Regions from separate parts of the Mus musculus genome. Here all the other regions are linked to region 1. A link is a contact called in public Hi-C data. All regions are on one chromosome and are shown on one strand. Each heading gives the region's core, a stretch centred on a gene start, on an enhancer-like site or on the middle of the called end of the contact. The rest is flanking DNA. Distances are from core to core; before and after follow the strand shown. Region 1 has its middle 49 kb from the start of Col22a1. Region 2 overlaps Trappc9 (trafficking protein particle complex 9). Region 3 overlaps Trappc9 (trafficking protein particle complex 9).

The links. A called contact is a pair of places that touch in the nucleus more often than the background predicts.
Region 2: a contact with region 1 is called in a Hi-C map of cerebellum, with 2.5 times the contacts expected there. The contact joins two enhancer-like sites. A contact is called at or near these places in 2 of 484 Hi-C or Micro-C datasets (cerebellum and embryonic stem cells).
Region 3: a contact with region 1 is called in a Hi-C map of cortical neurons, with 4 times the contacts expected there. The contact joins two enhancer-like sites. A contact is called at or near these places in 2 of 484 Hi-C or Micro-C datasets (the N1E-115 cell line and cortical neurons).

What each region holds. Positions count from the first base shown.
Region 1 is chr15:72,081,117-72,086,254 of GRCm38.p6, forward strand. It overlaps a transcript of Col22a1 not described here. Among named protein-coding and RNA genes, the nearest start is that of Col22a1, 49 kb to the left of the region's middle. Within about 2 kb of position 2,710, at least 10 of the 459 cell types and tissues checked have an H3K27ac peak or open chromatin away from gene starts, as enhancers often do. A contact at or near this core is called in cerebellum and cortical neurons, where this site is marked.
Region 2 is chr15:72,666,002-72,671,139 of GRCm38.p6, forward strand. All of the region lies in intron 20 of Trappc9 (trafficking protein particle complex 9), which reads right to left. Among named protein-coding and RNA genes, the nearest start is that of Kcnk9, 120 kb to the left of the region's middle. Within about 2 kb of position 3,065, at least 5 of the 459 cell types and tissues checked have an H3K27ac peak or open chromatin away from gene starts, as enhancers often do. A contact at or near this core is called in cerebellum, where this site is marked.
Region 3 is chr15:72,623,387-72,628,524 of GRCm38.p6, forward strand. The region is part of intron 20 of Trappc9 (trafficking protein particle complex 9); the gene reads right to left. Among named protein-coding and RNA genes, the nearest start is that of Kcnk9, 78 kb to the left of the region's middle. Within about 2 kb of position 2,750, at least 14 of the 459 cell types and tissues checked have an H3K27ac peak or open chromatin away from gene starts, as enhancers often do. A contact at or near this core is called in cortical neurons, where this site is marked.

The DNA of each region.
Region 1 (5,138 bases), core at 1,460-3,959:
CCTGAGCTGGATCTGTCCTAATACTCCATCCCTGGGGACCAGTAACCATGGCACCACAAGGCTCCATGCCAGCTTCCAAAGGAGGGAGGCAGCCAATAGTCCTTCCCAGCTACAACCCCTACGGAGCCACTTACATACTTTGAAGGGTAAAAGACATAACACTTTGTAAACATCACTGCCCAATGGACCCAAGAGTATTAGAAAATAGCAGTTCTTATTCAACATGGGCACCTATGCTGAGGTAGGTATGTGTTAATTCATTATAAAGAACATTTACTTCAGACGTTCAGAAAGCTGCTTCCTATTGAGTCGTGTGTGGGTTTAGTTTAATTTTCCTTTATTTTTTCTCTGACTATCAATCCCAGTACTGCCTTAACATTTTGAAGGTTAAAAAAAAAGGAAAAAAAGAGAAGAAAAAAAATGAAGATGAGAATGAGACTCAGGGATTTGTCTAGAGTTCAGGAGTCTCGAAGGGCAGCCCTGAAACCTTAGCTCTCAGATCCTATTAGGGTAAGGTCCATCATTCACACTGTAGGGTGTCTGTACGAGTCCTTCTTCCCTAAGCCAGTCTGCTATAGTCACACAGCCTGAAACCTGTGTGATTCTTCAAACTTCATACAGTGGAGTACCTGAGGTTGGAGCTGTGTATGAGGGGGTCCAATGTTATGTAATCAAATCTTAGTGACACAGGTATGAATACTGAAACTGTTGGACAAGGTATATGAGGGTGGCAGGGCTGGCAAGGGAAATAATCTCGGAGGGGAGGTGGTCACTCAAAGAGGCTACTTTCCCACCCCACAGACACAGGAAATGGAGAAATTGACTTGAGTCCAAGGTGGCCAGGAGCCTGTGGCAACCAAACGTCTTTCCAGAACCTCCCTGAAACATTTCCCCATCATCTAAAATCCATCTCCTCCTCATGGGCTGCACATGACTGACTAGGCAGTGTGCACAAGCGGTGATGTGTCAAAAGTACACTAAGTTCCCCTTATGGCCAGATTGTAGTCTGACAGTCACTCTACCTCATGCATGTTTTCTTTCATATGTAAAGAGCCAGCTTTTACAAAGAGACCTAAAAGTCGATTGGGGACTATTTGGGAAAGGTATAATGGATGGATTAAGGGGAGGGTGCAATAAGAATGGAGATGAGATGACCAGTGAGCATTATGGAAATGTTAGACTCATACTGTTGTACAGTTACTATGCACTATTGAATAAATAATCTAAAAACAACACACAGAGAAGGGGAGCGGAGGGAGGGGGGAGGAAGAGGGAAGTTGGGAGGAGAGAAAGAAAGCAAGAGAAAGAATGAGGAACCAGAGAGCAGCAGAGAGCTGGATCCTGGATCTGGGGCCTGGATTCTGCTCCTGGTACTGATGTGTGGGAGGCAACCTCAATGCTGAAATGAGAGATAGTTCTGGAGTTCAAAGAGACAGTCGTGAGGTCCTTGAATGCAGATCATCTTTCATCTCCATTTCCAGGTGCCAACAGCTTTGCTGGAGGTGAGGGGTTTTGTTTTTTTGTTTTTGTTTTTGTTTATTCGTCATTTAACCTGGGTCTCTGGGACTGGCTGCGGGAGTTAAGTTGTCAGGCACACCTGCCGCCAGGTGCCGCCAGGCACCTCCAGGTCAGGGGACCATGAAGACAAGTGCAGGAGCCTTCTTTGGTCTGCATTTACTGTCCATCCTTTATTCACTAGGCTTCTCTTCCTTTGGGGATTTGATCCCTTCCCCAACCAGTGTCTAGCACTTTGAGCATCAGCTCTTCTACCAACAATGAAGACTTCACAGGTGAGCCACTTCTCAAGTGAAAGGATGTTAACACAGGGATATTTGTGGTTTCCTTTCCTTTCTTTGTGTTGCTTGGTGCCCTCCTTAACATTTGGCCCTTTTTTTTCTCTCCAGCTGAAACAGAGGACAAACCAGTGGCCCATGTTGGGATTCTGTCTAAGCTCCACCCCACAGTTACCTGGCAACAGCCAGGTAGGTCTGGCCCACTCTAAGAGTGTCTGTTTGCCCCCTCCTCTCTCTCTTGTTCTCTTACTCTCTTGCCTCTTGCCCCCTTGTTCCCCCCCTCTCCATTCCCTTCCCCCCTCTCTCCCCGTGGTCATGGCTGGCCTCTACTTCTCTTTCCTTCTCTCTGCCTCTACTACTCTCTTAACTCCCCTCCCCATGTCCTAAATAAACTCTATTCTATGCTATACCATAGTGTGGCTGGTCTCTCAGGGGGAAGAATGCCTTGGCATGGGCTGGCTAAGGCACCCCTTTCTCCCACACCTCACCACACCCCCATAGAACATATCTTATTATTTCTTTATCTTTTTATGATCACAACAGCCCAGCAGTTCTTAAACAGCACAGTGAAGTGTTGATTTAATCCGTCTTTAATATGGAGAGATGTTTAGAAAATGACATTTTCGGTGGCCAGTCTCATATGAGGAGAGAGTTGGCATCTATCAGATCCCTGTTTGGGCTTTTTGTTGAGTGTACTTTCCCTATGCTGGGCTACAACCTGGGTTAGCTGGGGGACTCGCTTAAGCATCTGCCACGAGGAGATGGAAATCAAGTCTGGAAAATGCTACACTAAACTAAACTGCATTAAGAGAGACCTCTGCAAAACAAGATCCATGGAAACTGAGACCGACATTTGGGGGAGGAAGACAATCTGTCAGGTTCTTTCCCCCCTCATAGCTCATGCTGAACAGCAGGGGGCAGCAAAGAACTTCCTATGTGCTCCGCTCACCCCTGCAGTGTGGCAATACTGAGCCTGTGCAGGGATCACCTGGGGAGGAACTTTCTGGAATGAAAACAGGCATCAGCCGCAGTGTCTGAGGCTGGCCAGGAAGGCAGAATGAAGATAATGAAGGATGACTGTCATCTTGCTTAGAGACAGTTTTAGCTGGGAAAACAGCTTGTATTTGCTTGGGAAGCTGACTTTAGTGTCTGTAAATTCAGATGTAAAGGACACAGAAGTGTGAGACTTAGGAGAGAGGATGGTCTTCATCCCATTGCCAGAGGCCCACAGCTCGGCCTCTGACTGCAACTTAATATATAAGATGAGAGGGATAATGGTACCTAAGACTGTCCTGGTAGATTCGTCCACATAAAGCCGGAATAGCACTGACTGTGTGCTTAGCTGTTGATTGATTGCTAACTATTATTGATAACTGCTTTATAATTGGTGCTTGGTGTAGGTGGTGGGTGATATGTTGGCTATAAGGAGGTGGAACCATCACAGAGACCAGGAGGCATAGAGAAAGGATAGAAGGGTACCTGATATGCAGTGGGGCTCCTCCAGAGGCCTCACTGTGCAAGTGAGACTGGGAAGCTACCTATGAATAGGTAGCAGGGAACTTAGTTGCTGGGCTATGATGCATTATATAGAGTGGTGGCCCAATGCACCACTAATCTGGGTTGAAAAGGCTCATGCCATAACCACAGGGTACCTGAACCTAAAGGAAATTATGTTGGTGGTGGGAGGGAGGAACAAATGGGCAGGAATAAGGACCACAGGTGAAGGTAGTAGCTTAGAGCTAAGACAAGCATCTAAGTACAGAGCTGCACAGGAGTCAGAAACAGTAGGGTGGAAGGAGAGGTGTTAGTGATATCCTCAGGACATTAGTAAAGGCTCAGAATCCAGGGGCCTGTAGGAAAAGGCTGAGGGCAGTCAAGAAAGACCAACCATAGACAGTGCAGTTGACCCTCAAGCTGAGTCCATAGTTTTAAAGGCATCGGATACAAACCTCAGGTTTGTTTATAAGTAGACACTGAGAACAAGTAAATACTCATTAATTATGGCAGCTGCTGGACCCTGAACACTGAATTGTCCGGCATTGTTCTGAGCACACGATTGGCCTGTATCATCTCCCTTTCCTCTTTCTCTTATAGGAGGTCAATGAGGCAAGCATCTGTGATGGCCCCCATTTGCTTTGATCTCTGAGGGCTCATGTGGCAGCCATAGGCTTGATCTTCTTGATTGTGTGTCTAAGACTGAGGCGATGAGAGCTGGTGAAGTTGTGACATAGTAGGCATGATCTGGAAGGGATTAGCAATGTGTTTTCCCAACTGATTTTTATAAAGTTAGCCCTCCTACACAGCAGGCCCTTCTGCACATGGTGGCTTCCCTTTCCGTCTCTCAAATCATGATCCAATGAAGGGTCCCTCATTACAGAGTAATCTACTATGAATCTACTCTACCTATGACTTTTGAGTATACAGAACTATGAACTAAATAGCCACCTTCACTAAAGTATGAAGGCTCAGGAATTATGTAATGATAACATAAAACGCAACGACAGAGGGAGCAGGAACACAGAGTGTTTAAGAGGTATATTCCAAGTTCATGGCTGAGAAGGTGTCAAACTGCAGTGGTATCTTCCAAGATGAGCATCCAGGACTTTGATTTAGAACAGTGGGTTTTACTGAGGTGTGCAGGGCAGACTAAAGGAGAGTAGAGATTAGACAGGGAGGGCAGAGGGCTGAGGGCTGAGGGCTGAGGGCCTGGCAAGAAGAGATGGAGGTTTGCTTGGTTATGAAATAAAAGAGATAGTCTCTCTTGGAGAGGAATCTATTCTATTCGACGTGATGAGATTTGTTCGGCTGTTTCAATGAATAAGGTGCACTACTTGATGAGAGACATGAATCGTGAAGGTCAGGTTGTAATGTGTGCCTGGTTATGTTAGATGTCTGTGTAGCTGCAGCCTGGGCTAGTAACACTCCCAGAGGAGCTGAGAGTCTTTGGGGCACTGTGCTGAGAGGTGAAGAGAAATTCACATTTTACCACCTGCTCTTATGTACCATCTGAACATTTTCTTTTTCCTGGATATGCATCTCTACCCTTGTAATCTGTAGTATTTAAAACACAGAATAGCACAGAGAAAAATAGCTGTGTGTGGTGGTGCATGCCTGCGATCCCACCCAGCACTGGAAAGAGACTACAAATTCAAATTCTGAACTAGAGAGTGAAACCCTATCGTATTAAGATTAACAACAACAACAACGTAATAATAATACAAAGTGTGTTAATGAGTTTCCGTGCTTATTATTCTGTGGCCATATTATTGCTGTTTGTCAGTACACTGGGATGTTTAATCTCACCATCAACCTGATGAGATTTAGGATCACCATAGTCATGTCTGT
Region 2 (5,138 bases), core at 1,815-4,314, 590 kb after region 1:
TGTCCTATGCACTTTACTGAAGCCACTATCATTTTGAGGTTTCAGCTACTTAGCCAAACCTAACTAACCCCAACAGACAAGGTGTGGCCTTTTAGGGCCTCAGACATCCTTGCATTGGCTCAGGGTATACCAAATGAAGCCAAAAAGTCTCCAGGAGAGACTTTGACTCAATACAGACTGGGAAGCATTGGGACCTCTGGGAAAGCTTCCAGCTGGGATGGCAGCAGGAGGCACCATCTTGCTATAGGACCCCTGTGAGCCAGGACCCCTGTGAGCCAGGATCTGGATGTGTGGCTTCCTGCCTCCTGGGATTCCAGACAAGCAAGCAAAACAGGAAATGGTAACCGAGGTGAGAGACTAAAAAGAGAAGAGAGGGCAAGGGGATCAGAGACAAAACAACAACAGAGAGGCCACCAGAAAGTAGCTGAGGTATAGGGTTCAAACTTCAGGAGGACAGTGACAGAATGGTCAGAGAAGCTGGGGCTCAGAAATCCACAACTACAGGGAGGCAGTCTGGCTCATTGAGAAGTGCCAGGTTGTTAAGGGTTCTGAAGAGCTGATGACTGGCCAGGAGACTCCCTACAGAAGAGAATATCAGAATCTAACCTAAATTGAATTGAGCTCTTAGTTCTGCCTCCCAAAGGCAGCAACAAGGCAGGAGGGTGGAAGCCAAGAGAATACTGTATCTGCTGCCTTTTATCAATGGCCCAGTCCCAGACTCCAGCTAGTCCATGACAATCTGCAGAACTCACCAAATAGAGCCTGGTGGGATGACGTGAACACAGAAAACTACACAAGTACGGTGGATGTATTATTTGGGAAATAAACAAATGAAGATAGATATTTGCAAACTATCTAGATAAACACCTGTTTGGGCAGGCTCTGAAAGAAATGTAAGTTTTTTGCTGAGCCCCTGTTAGTCGGTGTCAGCAAACACTATTCTAGCCATATCGGAAGCTGCCCAATGACCACAGCAGCAAATGGTCTCACAGGTGAGCAATAAACTGCACCCCAGGAAGCACCTTCCTATTTCCCATCAGTCTTTGATGCTGCTACAGTGCTGTGTCTATTGGATACAGTGTGAGAGACAGAGTGAGCATCCTGGAGCAGCAAGGAGTCCAGTCATCTGGGTGGCCTGGTCAATCAATGTCACCTCAGATCAATAGTTCTCTTTATCACCCCAAGACATTAGCAAGCTCTGGAAGCTATCTGTGCGGGTCAATCAGAATATGCTTTTTTTGGAGTCACTTGTTCAATGGTGTTTATCACAAGGAAGCTGTGAGCCAGATCTGGGTGTGTGGCTTCTAGCCTCATGGGACCCTGACATGCAGAAAGAATTGAGGGGGACGGAAAGTGCAAAGCCAGGGATTGGCAGGACACAGGAAGATGGGAAGGAAGAGCCAACCCTGTCTTGGGTTCAAAGGAAAGATGGAACACCTACCTCCCAGAGGAGTGGTTGGAGATGACAGGACTACATTAGACCTCTCCCGGGACAATGTGTGTCCTGCACCAGTGAGCAGGGCCCTGGGATCCCAGGAACCTGGACTTGAGACTGGTGAATGGTTTCTGGCCCCTTACCCAGACCATACCCAAGGGTACGACTGTCTCTCCTGGATGATACTCACTCTGAATCGCTGTCTTATAAGACTTCGAGTAGCAAAACAGTGCAGGGGAGCAGGAGATAAGGAATGTGGTGGGTGATGGTTTACAACCCAACCACTGAGCCTGCAGAGCCCAAGAGAGCCAGCAGCTATAGCTAGCTGGTGGTCTTGCAGGTCCATGCATGCTCATCCAAGGGGACTGATACTTTGTTCAGTTCCTTCACAAGTTTCCAAGCACCTGGCAAAGAAAGCATCATTCACTGCTCCTCACACTGAAGTGCACAATGCTTCTTACAGAAGGCCAGTAAAACATATATATGCATGAGAGAGCTTTTCCCTCCCCCCTGAGAGCGAGAGAGAGTGCGAGGGAGGGAGGGAGGGAGGGAGGGAGGGAGGGAGGGAGGGAGGGAGAAAGAGAATGAATGAATGTGTAAAGGGGCTAATAGTGGCCATAAACAATCCAGAATACAGTCCATCATTTTATAATGTGAACCAGGGTAGGCTCTCAGGAATATGCATAGATCTGTTATTATATATAAATATATATTCAAAAAAATCTCTGTGTGCACAGAGCTCAAGTTGGATCACTTCCTATATATAGCGGACAAATATATAGATACTGCTCTCTATGTAAATATGCATATATATATATGTTTATTTCCCAGACCCTGAAATAGAAGCCTGTATACTTGAATGGATCACAGTGCTTAAAAATGCTCCTGAGCTGTGTACCTCATGCTCGAATCTGAGAGCATTGTTTCCTCTCTGTTTCGCCTTGGCAGCTTCCCCTGGCGGCTTTCCTGATGCTGGGTGATGTCACTTCAAAAGCCAAAGCCCCACTGCGGGTTTACTGTCTAGACAGGCTGTGCGGGCAAGCCCAGAGGCAGATCCGTTCGGTACACAGTGTCCTGCAGATATCAGGAGTTGAGTGATAATGTCCTGAAGGCTTCTGCAATGGTCAGTTCACGGTGGGTAACCCGAGGCCCCCTGTTTCAGCGTCACGGCAGCTGGGCCCCCAGCCTAAGTCACACGGTGGTGCTAGGTGGCCTTTTGGAATCTGGACCACACAGCTTTCCCCTGGAGCGTGTCGCTGCATTCTGAGCCGTGCCGCAGATGTTAGAGCTACAGCTCCCCTCTTCTGCTTCAGGGCTGCATTGTGTTCCCTAACACAACAACAGGACTTCCTGAGACATCAGGGGGTACAGGATGACTCTTTGCCATGGATGGGTTTTGCTTACAATTATCTGGTGGGTCAAGCGTGTGTTCTGGGTTACATCCCAGCATGTGTCTATTCAATAAGTATCATCAGGGGGGATACCATGAGGATGGTCATTTCTGGAGCTAAGCGACATGCCCTGTGGCCTATGCTTTGATAAATCTCACAGTCCCTGAGGCAGAACCAGCAGGCTCCTTCCAAAGAGCAAAAACAGGCCAGGGGGTGAGGAGGCTTTTCTGGGTCATCCTGTTGAGACATACCTCAGCCATCTGCTGTTCCAGCTTGCTTCGCTCTGGCTTGGCACCAATGTCCACTATCCTGGAGGTTCTGGGACCTTGTCCAGAAGATGGCCTGGTGCTCTCATTTTCCTGGTCCTCCTTGAACCTTTCTGCTCTTTCCTGCTAGGCACACCAGACCCCAATGACACGGGAGGCCTTTGCCCATCCTCTTTGGAAATCAAGCCGTCACTCAAATGACCTGGTACCTGCACTCTCATCAGCTACGCATAGCAAATGAAGCCAGAGGATTGAGAGTGAAGCAGACCCCTGAGGCTTAAGCCAGCAGTGGCGTTTGACTGATGACTCCCAGGCTGTATATGTGTGTACCACTCACAGCCGTGATAATGGCTTGAAAGAGATCACAAACTTACTTAAGAGGGGCTTTTTAATTGTTTTTGAACTTTGAAGATGACAGTGTTGTGTTGTGATGTCCAAAATTGGACATAACTGGTGCTGAGTGTCCATCTCAGTGGTGATTACTATCGATGACGATGATGATGATGATGATGATGACGACAACGATGATGATGATGGTTAACTATGGTGCTGGGGGTTGAACCCAGGGCCTCACACATGCTAGGAAGGCACTCTGTCCTCTTCCACACATGACCTCAGTCACTGTCCAGTTCTGTAGTGGCCACCTTGGCTACTCAGGTGACTAAGCCAGTCACCACTACAACCCCACCTCCTGACCCAGCACTTTGACTCTTCATAACTAGTCCCAAATCAGTGTCCCTCAGAGAGACAGGAGCTCCCAAGGGCTTTTTTGCAGTTCCGTATCATCGTTGTCCTAGAATAAACTGAGTCACCCTTCACCACAAGAAAGAGCGATGCACAACACGTCTGACAAGCCTGGGTTGTGTAAGTCACTGGTTTTAGGAGGATTCTTTGCTATGTCAGTGAACTGGCTGACCCAATCACTTACTGGTTTGCAAGGGCACACTACCATCTACACTTTCACTAGTCACGGCATGGTGACTCTTTTGACTCTGTTTACCCAACTGTCCATCTATCTGCTCAGCTGTACATCAGTCCAGCCAGCCGGCTGGACAGCTATGGACTCTCTCTTCCCACCTATCTTTCTTATGAAGGCTTCATCCCATGCCCAGAGCCATCCCACAAAACTGAGTTTGAAAGAGATCATGCTGGGAGACAATTCACAGCTCTCTGCCCACAGGCCTCCATGAGGGACTTCCAGGGAAAATCGTGGTAGAGAAAATGCAAAACGCCCATGGACTTAGCCCCAGCTAGCTGGTGATACTCTGGACACTTGTCTGGTGCCTCCCCAGAGCCTGGTCTCTTGGATCGTAGAGGAACTTGTACGGGAATGGGATCAATTCTGATGAGAGATGTGACCGGAACCCTGTGTGCGCAGAAGCATGCCATGGCCAGGGAACCCCACACGGCGGCATCTGAACTTGACCTTACTCAAACTGAAACAACTGCATCTCCCTGACTCCTCCTCTTCTCACATAAACGGGTCTGCTTTCAGCAGGAACTCAGGAGATCAGGGAGCCCACAGATGCCCCTGCCCCTGCTCCAGACACCATGTAAGAGTGACACATGAGTAGCTGCTTTCCTAGGAGGCAGGGCTCTGGTCCAGCCGTGCACAGCTAGTTACTGATCCCTCAGAGAAAGCCTAGGCAGAGGGACGATGTGGGTACACGGACGCAGCTTGAGAAGGCTGCAGAGTACCATGCAACCAAACAGGAATGCTCGGTGAGGAAATTAGTCAGGAAGAGAAAGGACTTCCCGTGGACTTTGTTGGAAACATTACACTTGATGATCTTTAGCGCGTATGTGGTGGCTGCACAGAACGACTTCTGTTAACTGAGCTGGCACCCAAAGGAGATTGAGAGTCATTAGGCTGCGAACAGCACGGTTGCCTAGAGGAAGCTGGCTGGACTGTGTCCAGGAATGGGATGGTGGCTTTTGGTTAAGAGGCAGGCTATGCTTTCCTCAGATGTTCTTGGAGGGTCTGCCTTGCAAGGTACTAGGAAACAGAGACTACCCCTGAGGTAGGACCCCTGACCCCACCATGCC
Region 3 (5,138 bases), core at 1,500-3,999, 540 kb after region 1:
AGATATGTATATCTTTATACCCATATATACCATAATATATCTTTATACCCATAGATAATGTCACTCCCATCTCTCAGCAAACAAGCTTCTTTTTGCAGCAGACTAAGATCATTGCAGAAAGCCACAGCTGGTGACAATGAAGAGAATAACAACTGATCATGGCCTCCACTGATACATCTACCATACAACCCCTATAGGTAAGGCTCAGGGACTGTAGCTGAATAGTAAGAACCAGAGGACCAAGAAGTCTGCCTTGAGATTGTCTCCTCCTAGACAGGGAAGGTACACCGTGAGACCTCAACAATATGGTTGTCTGAACAAGATCCAACCACTGACACTAGCTGACATGCCAATAAAGATGGGAGAAATCTTACAGGGCCTCGCTACTAGAGGAAGAGACACAGGTACTTAGTGACTGCTGAGAGAGGGATAATTAGTCTTCCCCAGGGATGAGTCCTCTAATTGATTGTCCAATAGCAAGTGGTGGGCCTAAAAAACATATCAATACAAGCATCATGGAATGGACTTAGCAGGCTTCATTTGTGTATTTTTAAATATATAAAATAATAATTAAGACAAGGCCATGAATGAGAGGCAGAGCTAGGGAAGAGATAACAAATTATGAAAATTTGGGTTGGGATTAGAATAGAATTTCCAACAGTTTCTGAAATGGCCCTGAACATCCTTCTGCCATTTGGTACTATGTGTTTATGTAAAGTGGTGTCCTCAGCCTGAACAATTACAAATTCAAGATTATCAGTCAGTTCTGAGAAACACTGAGTGTGCTCCATGTCCTGCGGCATTAAACAATGTGCCAAGGTTTAACTCTTTATGTAAAGTAAACAGCCATGCCCACCTTCTTAAATTTGCTTTTGACTTTAGCAAACAATAAAATTATATGTGTACTAAATAGCTCCTTTAAATGTTGAAAGGAGCCTGATATGGCTGTCTCCTGAGAGGCCCTGCCATAGCCTTACAAATACAGAGGCAGATGTTCTCAGTCAACCATTGGACTGAGTGTGGGGTCCCCAATAAAGGAGTTAGACAAGGAACTGAAGGAGTTGAAGGGGTTTGCAACCCCATAGGAAGAACAACAATATCAACCAACCAGACCCCCCCAGAGCTCCCAGGGACTAAGCCATCAACAAAGGAGTACACATGGCTGCAGCTGCATATGTAGCAGAGGATGGCCTTGTCAGGCATCAATGGGAGGAGAGGTCCTTGGTCCTATGAAGGCTCCATAGATGCCCATAGGGGAATCGAGGGTGGGGAGGTGGGAGTGGGTGGGTGGGTGGAGGAACACCCTCATAGTAGTAGGGGGAGGGAGGATGGGATAGGGTATTTCCAGGAGGGAGGGAAACCAGGAAAGGGGATAACATTTGAAATGTAAATAAAGAAAATATCCAGTAAAAAACAAATCAAAACAAAAAAACCAAATAGCTGCTTTTAAATAAACTTCATTCTAATTTATTATCAGTATTTTTTTTCATTACTCTGTGTGTGTGTGTGTGCGTGCGTGTGTGTGTGTGTGTGTGTGTGTGTGTGTGTGTGTGTTTGCCAGGTAAAATATACCATGACTGGAAACAGTTTAAGATACCTTGACATATACCATCACATAGCCCTAGAAATGCCAGATACCAAATCAGCTCTGATAAGATCACACACTCAGAAAGGTTGGGTTTGTCCAATGAAAGAGCGCCAAGCTGAAAGGTGCCTGTGAGCATGCCCAACTGGTATGGCCAAGGCCTGGACTACTCACTGCTGAGAGGTAATGGGGCTTCTGTGTGTCATTAGTGTGGTCTGGGAAGGGGTGTGATGAGAGGGTAGGACAGATCTGGGGACAGTGGTGTGCCACTTAGCCTTACTGCAGGCCTGGGCATTGTGGGGGCCCCTATGCTTACTTTCTGGAAGTCTTTTGCAAGGCAGATTTGGGGATGCCAGGATCCAGGCCTGCCAATCTTCCCCTCCCTCAAATCAAACCTCAGAATGGAAGAGGTCCCCACCCAAGCTTAAGTGTAACTAGATCAGACGCAGGACACAGATATCATTTACCTTCTTACAAGTCGTGATCAGGTACACTGTTATAAAACTAACGACTAACCTTGGCTTTAATTCTTATTTTCAAGTTGAATATGTTTCTTGGGAGACTCCCTGAGACTGAGCTGGGTCCTACATGTTAGTGAACTGGTCATGGACAGGCTCTGCCCAGGGATCAGGAGATGCCACCCTGCCCCAGTCACCACAGGACATCTGGTCTTTGATTTCATCTCGGATAGCTGGAGGCTGGTTCCAGAGAGCAGAGTGGGCGAGAAGTTTTGATTTGGCCTTTTCCTCAGAGCTTCTGTCAGGAACAAATTGGCTGGGGTGTGAGAGCTTTGAAAGGCCAAAGGCTCTTAGGGGCTAAGAGAAGACACCAGTCTTCCTCCTCATGATGAATAACACACAGCCAGCCAACCACCCATGGGGCCACCCACAGTCACCTGCAATAGTGCAAAGGTTGTCAGGTTCCAATCCATGCTGTAGCCTGGCAAGCTGCTTACTGCTTTGAACTTGTGTCCTACTGGTACGCAAATGATGAGGCCCAGAGCATTGATGAATACTGTGGTCAGCCCACAGCGGCCTTCCCAACCCCCTCCTGCCTGATGCCCCAATTCAGTCCTTCCCTGGTAGCTGGTTTATATACTAGCATACACTGGAGGAGGGAGGGTGGTGGGTTAATTCTAAAATTTAACTTGCTTTCCTTTTCCCACAGGGAGAAAGAGTGGGAACAGGTTTCTAAAAATAGGCTGGCCTGTCAAAACTGTTAAGGATCAGGCAGGGCGAAGACGCTGCTGGGGGGAGAGAGAGAGCAGTGGGGCTGCTGTGGAGGGCTCCATGCAGGACCTTCCCCAGGCCACAGCCCTGGGGCTCGTGCCCCTGGCACGGCCAGTCAGGACAGCCTGCTGTCCTATGGGCACAGCGACCAGCTGGGTGATGCTGTCGGAGCGTGGTACGGGGACTGCAAATGGCTGCTGATGGCCACTGTCACAGCAGAAGGATGGAAGGCTGCTCTATGTCAGATGCTGCCCTGGGTGTGCTTTTTTTCTCCTACCCCCCTCCTCACAGCTATGCAGGGATGAAGTCACCATAGCTCCACCATCAGGTGACAAAGAAGGGCTTAGAAAGGAGTCTCTCCAGGCATCCAGCTAGACCATGAGCAAGTCAGGCTGCGAGCCTAGTTCCTCTAAGGCTGTCATGGAGCTCCCCAGGTACTGCTTGTGTGTGTTGTCAGTCCCTCCTGAAGAGCCCGAGGGTTGTGTCAGACCAGGACTCTACTCACAACCTGTTTTCCTCTCCAAGTAAAGACGACTCTTCAGGATGGAAGAAGAGATGTGGGGGTGGGGCAGGCCAGGGGGAAGAGGGAAGTTTCAAAGTCACAGTTACAGGAGAAGCCCCAGCACACACAAATCAACTCAGCAGAACCCGTAAGTCAAACTAACCGCCCAAGCCATCTTTCCTTCCTGGGGTCAGAGTCCAGCTAGAGGCCCTATGCAGATATTCTACAGGTTACACCAGGTCCGGGCATCTTGTTTTTGAAAAACCCAAACACAGGCTGAAGAGATGGTGTGGCAGCTAACGCATACTTGATATGCAAGTGTAAGGATCGGAGTTCGGATCTCTAACATCCACATAACAGCTGGATGTGACGTGCCTGTAACTCCAGCTCTAAAGGGCTAGAGACAGGTGCATCCTTGAGCTTACATGGTCAGCATGGTGGAAATGGTGAGCTCAAGGTTCGCTGAGAGACCTGTCTCAGACAATAGGATAGAGAGCAATAGAGGGCACGCATATCAATCTCTGATTTCTACATGTGCACACACAGGTGAATAGACAGACAACACATGTGCACCCCAGGGAAATAGAAATAAAGACTCAAACACTAAGCACTCAGTTCGTCTGGAGAAACACTGAATGCATAAGACATAAACGAATTGCAGAGTGAAGAGACACAGCTGAAAATCAGCACACAGGTTGATCTGCATATCTGCAAAGTGTGCAAGAGGTCCCAGAAATACCAGGCTGGATCTTTTTGGATAAAAACTCATGGGTCCCTTCCAAAGGAGTCAGCAGCCTTCCCTTTCATCTTCACAGGGTACCCAAACAAGAGTCTGGACTCCCTGTCTAGTGAGAGGTGTGGCCCACATCTGCCCAAGCTGTATGGAACAAGAAGTGGGGAGGGACTCTGCTCTTAGATCCCTAAGCCTGCCCCAAGCTCTGAGTTGCCTTTGAGGTGCTGTGGGCCATGGGTGACATCATAGGGACAGAGACACAGCCTAGGCCGGGCATACTGCCCGTCTACTCAATTACCACTAGTTACCACAGTGGACTCAGCACACCTGTCTTCATATGTGTGGTCGGATGCAGCCTCAGCATGCCCAGGTGACATACTTCTCAACTCTACAACAGGGAGGGCGGTGCCTTGGGGACTTCCTCAGTGTCCCTCACTTCAGACTCATCAGCCACAGAAAGCTGGATCTTCTGTTCAGCTCTGAGCTGGAATCCACGGCCACTGCTGCTCATACGACTGGCAGGGATTAGGGCTGGATATTCTGGAGTCTGAGTGCCCAGACCCCTTCTTTGAGCCGTCTACAAGCTCTGGCTCTCAGCTCTTTCATCTCCGAAGCTAGGATGAAGGATAAGGACACCTGAGACTCTGGAAGCAGGCAGATGCAGAGAGCAGGAAGGCTGGCACAACCGAGAGAGCACTGTCACCGAGGGGAGAGAAACAGTCGCCATCCTGAGCTGAGTCCTATCAGCCAGCACACTGTCTTCACTACCCTCCTTTGGAAACCAGTAATCAGATTAGGGGGAGCCTGCTGCCTGCCGCCTTCTTCCCACTGCTCTCAACCTGTGGGGAGGACATTTGGAGTGGGTTCACTCCTCTCAGTAATAGAGTTATTTGGGGCCTAGCTGGGCTGGAGAACATTATTACCACGTGTCACTGTCCAACTGGTACAGCAGGTGTCTGCTGATGCATCTGTGGAAAACACCCAAGGCACAATCTCTGCATCAGGATACACGCATGGGCAAGGACACCAAGGAAATTGAATCTTACTGCAAATTAATGGCGTTAATGCCCATTATTAGGCCTCGAAAAC